Linked DNA regions of Sus scrofa: region 2 is linked to region 1. The links are chromatin contacts, called in public HiChIP or PLAC-seq maps. All regions are on one chromosome and are shown on one strand. Each heading gives the region's core, a stretch centred on a gene start, on an enhancer-like site or on the middle of the called end of the contact. The rest is flanking DNA. Distances are from core to core; before and after follow the strand shown.

The links. HiChIP or PLAC-seq counts read pairs in DNA pulled down with a chosen protein or histone mark.
Region 2: an H3K27ac HiChIP or PLAC-seq map of skeletal muscle shows a contact between it and region 1. The contact joins the promoter of GRB10 here to the enhancer-like site in region 1. A contact is called at or near these places in 3 of 47 Hi-C or Micro-C datasets (alveolar macrophages, heart right ventricle and psoas muscle) and 1 of 2 datasets of contacts at active chromatin or transcription factors (skeletal muscle).

Annotation. Positions count from the first base shown.
Region 1 is chr9:136,618,098-136,621,708 of Sscrofa11.1, forward strand. GRB10 (growth factor receptor bound protein 10) reads right to left here. Exons shown (of 19, transcript NM_001134965.1): 8 at 70-226. Among named protein-coding and RNA genes, the nearest start is that of DDC, 49 kb to the left of the region's middle. Within about 2 kb of position 1,319, at least 6 of the 83 cell types and tissues checked have an H3K27ac peak or open chromatin away from gene starts, as enhancers often do. A contact at or near this core is called in skeletal muscle, where this site is marked.
Region 2 is chr9:136,740,362-136,743,952 of Sscrofa11.1, forward strand. It overlaps GRB10 (growth factor receptor bound protein 10), which reads right to left and starts at 2,184. Exons shown (of 19, transcript NM_001134965.1): 1 at 2,117-2,184; 2 at 1,248-1,391.

The sequences.
Region 1 (3,611 bases), core at 69-2,568:
CACCTGGTGCTGCCCCTCCCTAGTGCTGCTCCCTCCCTGGTGCTGCCCCTCCCTGGGGTTGCTCCCTACCTAATCCCAGATGCGGGTGGTGCTCCACCAGCGTCCAGCTGTTGTCATCCACACAATGACTTCTATAAACCAGCAACTGGCACAGGTCCCTGGCTGTCATGTCCGCCAGAATCTCCACCACTTTGCACGTCCCATCTTCACTAAAGACTTTAACATCCTGCAACACAAGAAGGGGACACCTACAGATGAACAACTCTGGGTTTTCAGAAATAAACACTAACACGAAAGAAAACAGAAACAAGCATAGGCAGCAGGGCTCCCACACATGCATAACTGTGCTTCCAGGCAGCAGGCGACCCGAAGGCCGTGGGTCTGAGGACACGCCCATCCGCACCCCCGCCCAGAGCAGGCGGGATTACTACACTGCCCAGGGTCAGGGTATCTCGGGGACACTGGCCAGCTGGGGTGTGGGCTGCTTCTCCATAGCCTGTCTTGGGAAGTCCTGCTGGCGGTTTTGGGATTGGGTGCTTTGCAGGTGAACCAACTGTAGAAACAAAGCAACTGAAGCCTGCAGAAATCCCAACTTTGTCCAGCAGGTCTCTCTTCCTAGGTCCCCAGTGTACCCACTGCCCCCTCCTGCCCCCCCCCACCTCGTGTTCACTGGGGCTTAGGAAGGCGATGTGACTTTGCCGAAGCACAAAACACGCAGAAGAAGGGCAGAGTAAGGGCAGTCACGACATTCTCTGGCCACTTCCCCTTCGAAATGACACGCAGGCTCCATCTCCCCCGTACTGCTCAAAGCCGTCCCCTACGAGCAGCACCCAGGCCAGGGGATGCTGGCCAAGCCGAAATCCAGAGGACCCCAAACCCCCCTGCCCAGCCACAAAAGCAACGGGGCTGCAGCCTTTAGGGGAACGTGAGAGGCCTAAAAAAAATCTTACCTCAACAGCTCGGAAAAGGCAGTCAGAGGAGCAAGTCGGCATTTTAAACCGGGACTGCCTCTCGAAGGGGAGTTTGTCCCCAGCCTCTCCCAACTGTCCCGGGCAGGCAGGGCCCCCTCCAGACGGCCGCGGTGGGGACGGACCCTGGCGGGCAGGCGGTCTGGGCAGTGGGGACGTTCCTACTCGGCTCCGCAGGGAACCCAGCCGCTGGGGACCAATCAGGCCCCGGCCCGGGCCTGATGCAATCCTTCCCCACCGGCGCTCCTGCCCCGGGAGGAGGTGATGACAGCATGACCACAACACGCGGCTCAGACCGATACTCCAGAAGAATCCGGGCTCGCTTTCTCCCGGGGCAGCGAACCAGGAGCAGGACGCTCAGCCTGAGCACGTGTGTTCTCTGCACTCGGCCTCTGCCAAACCTCCTAGAATCCTGCAGCCCTGCAACCTGCTGCCACGTGCAACTTGGGAGCTGGTGCACCTGTGGCCCGAGTGTCAGCTGGTCCCAAGGCCTGGCTCCAGCGTGCTCTCTGTCCTTTTCCTGGTGGTTTTGAGTGTTTATTTCCACAGCGAGGTGTCTGGCAGGAGAGGGCGAGGTGCTGGGATGTGGTCCCACAAGGGTGGCACCTTCCCACAAAGACTGTCCCCAGCTGACTCAGAGCTCACGCAGCTGGCGGGAAGGCAGGCGCGGCCCGGGAACAGAGCTCTCCGGGGGGCAGGGTCACCGCTCCTGCCCAGCACGTCACCTCCTAGTCGGCGCCCCCCCCCCCGGGCTGGATCAGGACTGAGGGACCTGCTTCCGACCCACATCCACCTTCAAACCCCCCCCCTGTCTTTTCCGGAGTTTGTGTTTCACTCGGTGACAGGTCTACGGCTCCAAAACCCTGAATCTTCAGGTTCAGCGGACACGACTGAGTCTGAAAACAAACCCCATGGCCTCTAGATAAAAACTCTGTAAGAACAAATGCCTTTAATATAAAAGAAGAACGAATGTGGAAAATACACACGAATTCACACAATTCCTTCCACACATGGGGACGGTGTTACCCACGCGTCTCCTACGCGTGCGCCAGCGCAGCTTCCCGCGCCTGCGGGTCCCCCATTCTCCTTCCTTCCCCAGCTGCTAAGCGAGCTTATCCGCGATGACAGGGACACCCCCTTCTCTAGGAGGCCGAAGTTACACGCGAGTGCACCTCCCGCCTCTCCGGGCCTTTGCCTGCCCCCCCGTCAGCTGTGGCACCAGTTTTAAACCTTCTTCTCGGCCCCGCTGCACTTTGCGTTAAACGCTCTCCTCGCTTCTCTGTTGCCCCGAGGCCAGGCCCCAGAGGGCTATATATAGTGTGAGCGAGTATTAAAATCTAAGATGTGCTTTGTCACACGGCCATGTCCCCGGCTTTCAGACTCCCAGAGCCGCCAGCTGGCAGGACCTGCTGGGGGTGGGGGTGGGGGTGGGGGAAGCGGGGCCCGGGCTGCAGGCCTGGGACAGGGACACAGAGGGACACAGGCTCCTGGGACAGGACCCCGCATCGCGCACTGCCCTCGCTGCCTCTGGCGCAGAGCTGCCCAGCTGCCTCCCAACCTCACCAGGGCCGGCGGACCGCAGGTGAAACCAACCCCAAGACAGAAAACCAAGAACGCCGCCAAGCACACGAGCCACCTCGAACTGGGGGCACGGAGGGGCTGCAGAGCCCACATCTGTTACGGACACATAAAGCCTCTGCGCGCCTCCAAAGCCCACAGCTGCCAAAGGAGCACTTTGCACTGGGTCCGCAACCCCTTCTGTCAGCCCTGGGCGCTTTGGGGCTCGCTCTGGGGGCAAATCAGGCTTCTCTATCTCAGCCTTCAGGGCAGGGGGCCTCGGCTGAAGGAGGCGGGGTCCAGACCAAGGTTCCCGCGTGAGACGCGAGAGCAGCTTTCGAGGGCGGGACGCAGATGCTTCTCCCTCCACCCAGCAACACACAGCTCAGCCAGGAGCCCATCTCCACCGAGGGCACCAGTGCCTCCGGGGGAAGTGTCCAGGGAACACACAGACGTGGGTCCTGCCGGGATGGTGGGGGCTCGGCGTGCAGACCCCGCGGTGCCAGCCAGGCCCAGCCACTTCCTGACTCTGTGGCCCTATCATCTGTGACCCGCCTTGGCCGGGTGGGGCTTCTGCTGAACTGCTCTAGAGTCAGACCCCCTGCAATCTGGCCTCAGCACCCACTAGCTTGTGGGGACAGGCTGAGCGACCCCACCTCTGGCCTCACTCTCCTGGTCTGTAAAAGGGGTTGGACAGCAGCACTAGCCTACGGTGTCAGCTTGGCAAGGGCTAATGGGAGCCTCCCCTGGAAAGCTCCCAGCCACCTGTGCCTGCCTGCCCCCCCAACCCCCGCTGCGCTCGGACAGGCCAAGGAGCTGGGGACAAGGCAGGCTTCCGCTGAAGGCCCGAGACACCAGGGGCGGGGGTGGGCCCAGGGCCCTGATGCCACGACCCCCTCGGGTCTGCAGTGCCGAGAAAGCAGCCTCATGACAGCGAAGATGCAGCGGGAACAGGAAAGGCCAACCGCTGAATCCGCAATTTCCGTTTCCCCACCACAAAGGAAATTAAGAAAGTGATTTTAAAAAATAAAGCAGTAATACTAAAGGGGCCATGGTAATCTCGGCAGCCTGAGAGCCTCTCAGAGT
Region 2 (3,591 bases), core at 934-3,433, 120 kb after region 1:
GGAAGTTCCCAGGCCAGAGGTCGAATCAGAGCTGCAGGTGCCGGCCTACACCACAGCCACACTGGATCCAAGCCGCCTCTCTGACTTAGGCCGCAGCCTGCAGCAACACTGAATCCTTAACCCACTGAGCGAGCGAGGCCAGGGATCGAACCCGCCTCCTCACGGACACTATGTCAGGTTCTTAACCTGCTGAGCCACAACGGGAACGCCTACTTTTTATTAAAACACAGTTGTAATTACATAAGCAAAACTACCGTATCAGACTCATGACTACATGAGTTTCCTCTCACATCAGTGTGTATGTAAGGACAAAAAGTGAGTGGACAAAAGAAAACACTGATAACAGCCTGGTGGCAGGCAGAAACCTGGCAGGTGGGGGCCGTGGGAATGGTAACAGGACCTCCTGGTTCCCCGGGTGGGTGACTGGAGGGGAAGCTGCGAGGCCATTTCTCTTTTAGAGGCCGATGTACTTGTACAGAGCATGAACCACACAGGACTGAAAAAAAACCAAAAACCTACAAAACCCGAAAGCTTGGGCTCTGCCATTTGCTGGCCACGTGACTCTGGGCATGCCAAGGAACCTCCTGAGCCTTGGTGTCCAGACCTGTAAAGTGGGGAACGGGGGCTGTAAGGGATCAAAAGCAGTTAGGCTTTGAACATGCCTCTCAAAGTGGGAAATGCTACAGAAGTATCCGTAGCTACACTTCCGAGTTACACCGCAGCTTGCTGGGTGCGTAACTCCCTGTGCCCTCAAATTCCCTCCCTGCGGTGGCCGTCTTCTCTCAAGGGTTCCCAGGAAAACTCGAATATTAGGCGCAGTCATCCTTCAGTTCTGATTTTGAACAGAAAAACCCACTCACCTAGAATCACGCCTGGAAACACTTTGCTTTCCGGGCTTTTCCCTAATAAAATACTACCCTAAAGGACACCTCCATTGCCATCAGTCAGAACTGCTTTTGCTGCAGAAACCTAGATTCTACCTAATTTTCCTCCTGGAAAGAAGGAGGGAAAGTCTAGGTCGGCTCGCGGAAAAATGGCCAGCTTAGTGCTGTAAACCGCAGTCAAAGCGTGCTGCTGGGCTGACATGTGTTCTTAGTAAAACTGAGCGAAACGTTCAAGAAAGCACCATTTCTGAAACTCGGGGGCTCCAAACGGCGGAATCAGCTTTTTCAGAAACAAAGTGCTCCTCGCGGGGCCTCGTCAACAGCAACAAAGAGAAAGTTGTGCAATCACGCGTGTTTACTCACAAGCACTAGTTGTTTGGGCTTTTTCTTCGCATCTCCTGCATGAAGCTGGGTACAGTGTCTGCAAGAAAGCCTGCTCTCCAACGCGTCAGAAAGATCCAGGCCCCGGCGAAGTCACCTGTGGCTCTCCTACTTGACCCACCGTTTCTTCAAAGCAAACGACACAAAGTTGGCATTTCTTCCAATCCCCAAAAAAGACGAACACAATAAAAAGTGGAGACTACCCTCATTTCCATAACGCACATGCTCCTGGGCTGTCGCCAGGCAGGCGTTGGAGAGGCGATCGGCAGAGGCGGAGAGTTGCATCAGAAATTTCCTTCTGTTCAGCTCTTATCACATTTCCCCGGCGGGCAGGCGGCTAATCCGCGAGCCCTCCACTTGGGGCTGGGCCCCGGCGGCGGCGGCGGGTAACGGGGACACCAGCGGAACCCAAGGGAGAGATCCCGAGGCCCGGCCGCGCTCCGCCTCGGGGGTGTCCGGGCCCCAGTGGCCCGGCGCGGGCGCACGGGGGCTGCAAGGGCGCCCACCCCCCGGGCGGCCCGGGAGCGCGGCCTTGGCCTGACGGCCGGCGGGGCAGCCCCTGTCCCAGCCCCGGCCCGGCCCGCGAGCCGCCGGCGTCGGGCGGGATGGTCCCGCAGGCGCCGCCCGGGCTCCCCCGCTGCCCGGGGTCGCGATCGCGCCGCGCCGCGCCGGGTCCCCGCCCTTGCGCGCCGCAGCCCCCGACCCGAGGCGACGCCCTTCCGCCCGCCGCGCCCCCGCGGCGCCCGGCGTCCTCGGCCCGGGCGGCCAGCGCGCAGACAATGACGCCGGGACCGCCGCCCGCCCGCCGGCCACAAAGTAACTTGGCGCCGCGCTCGCGACCAACTCCGTACCTGCCGCGGCGCCGCTCCCGGCCGCCTCCGCCTGGCCGCCCGCCACCCTCGGCGCGGCCGGGGCGGCGCGGGTCCCGCGGGGCGAGGGCGGCGCGCAGGGCGGTCCCGGCTCCCGCGCGCCGCCGCCCGGGGGCTGCGCGCAAACTTTGGGCTCCGCGCGGGTCTCCGCGGCCTCCGAGCGCCCAGCCCGCCGCAGCGCGCCGCTCGCGTCCTTTCCTGCCTCCTCCCGGCCTCCCCACCCCCTCGATGGGCTTTAAATCCGCCCGGCCCCGCCCGCCGCCGCCGCCGCCTCCGCCTCCGCCTCCGCCTCCGCCTCCTCCCCCGGTGGCTTTTCCTGCTCCTCCTCCCGCCACCGCCGCCGCCGCCGCCGCCACCGCCACCGCAGCCCGGACCGCTCGGGGCTGCCAGCGCGGGCGGAGCTGAGGCCTGGGCGCAGGGCGGCGCGCGGGGGGCGCGGGGCCCCGACCACCCGGGCTCGGGCACCCGGGCAGGACGCATCGGACCCAGCCTGGAAGGCAATTTGGAAGCCGGTTCTTTGAAACTCAAGTATGAACTGTGCGGCCCAAATCCTCCCTCGCGGGCGCAGCGGGAGGACCAGACAGAGTTGCTGCGGCCCCCGGGCAACGGTTACCTGGGCTGGAGAGTCCAGTCGCCGCCAGCAGGGGCTGGAGCCTCGACTCCCATCAGCGTGTCAGTATCGGGCGGTGGAGGGGGGAGGCCTCAGGACTGGTCTCGGGGCCATCGGGCCTCAAAGTCCTCATCTTCGAAATGGGCTCCTAAGCCCGCCTCGGTGATGAAGTCCTGGGGTTAAAGGAGGTGTTCCTCGCAACCTACAGCGACTGGCCAGAAGGAACCCCGGAATTCATGGGAGCCATTGGCATTGCTATAACGATGACTGTCTCTGCTGAGTCAAAATGCGAATACAAATAGGGTAATAACAATAATTACGCCTTCCTCTGGGTTTTGATGTTCTAGACGCAGTAATAGCTGAGCTTTCTTGAGCATGTGTTTGGTGCCACACGTTCCTCAGTCCTCTTAATTAGGCCCCACACTGGCCCTAGGAGACACCCACTGTAGGGACTGGGGAATGAATCCCTCAGAGGTTAAGTAACTTGCGGGAGGCCGAGTCGCTGGTGAGTGCGGAGGGAGGATTCTGCTCGAACCCTTTAGGGCACTTTTTATAGCTCTGCCTTGTCCCACCTTTGGCGGGATGTGTGCATCAAAGGTCATCCATTCCCGTAACTAAAATAAGCCTCCAGAAAATATCTGCTCATGGGTCCAAGCCCAGAAAACTCTAAGTTGAAATCCTAGAGAGAATAATGCGAAGGAGCTGGTTCCGGAAAGAACCCAACAGAACACAGAGTCCTGCCGTCCGCGCAAGGCCCAGAGCGAATTAGAGAAGAGAAATCAGGCTTGGGCCGTCTTTTCCAAGGCTGCATGAGCTTTGAATTTTACAGCTTTGCTGAAGGCTTCCA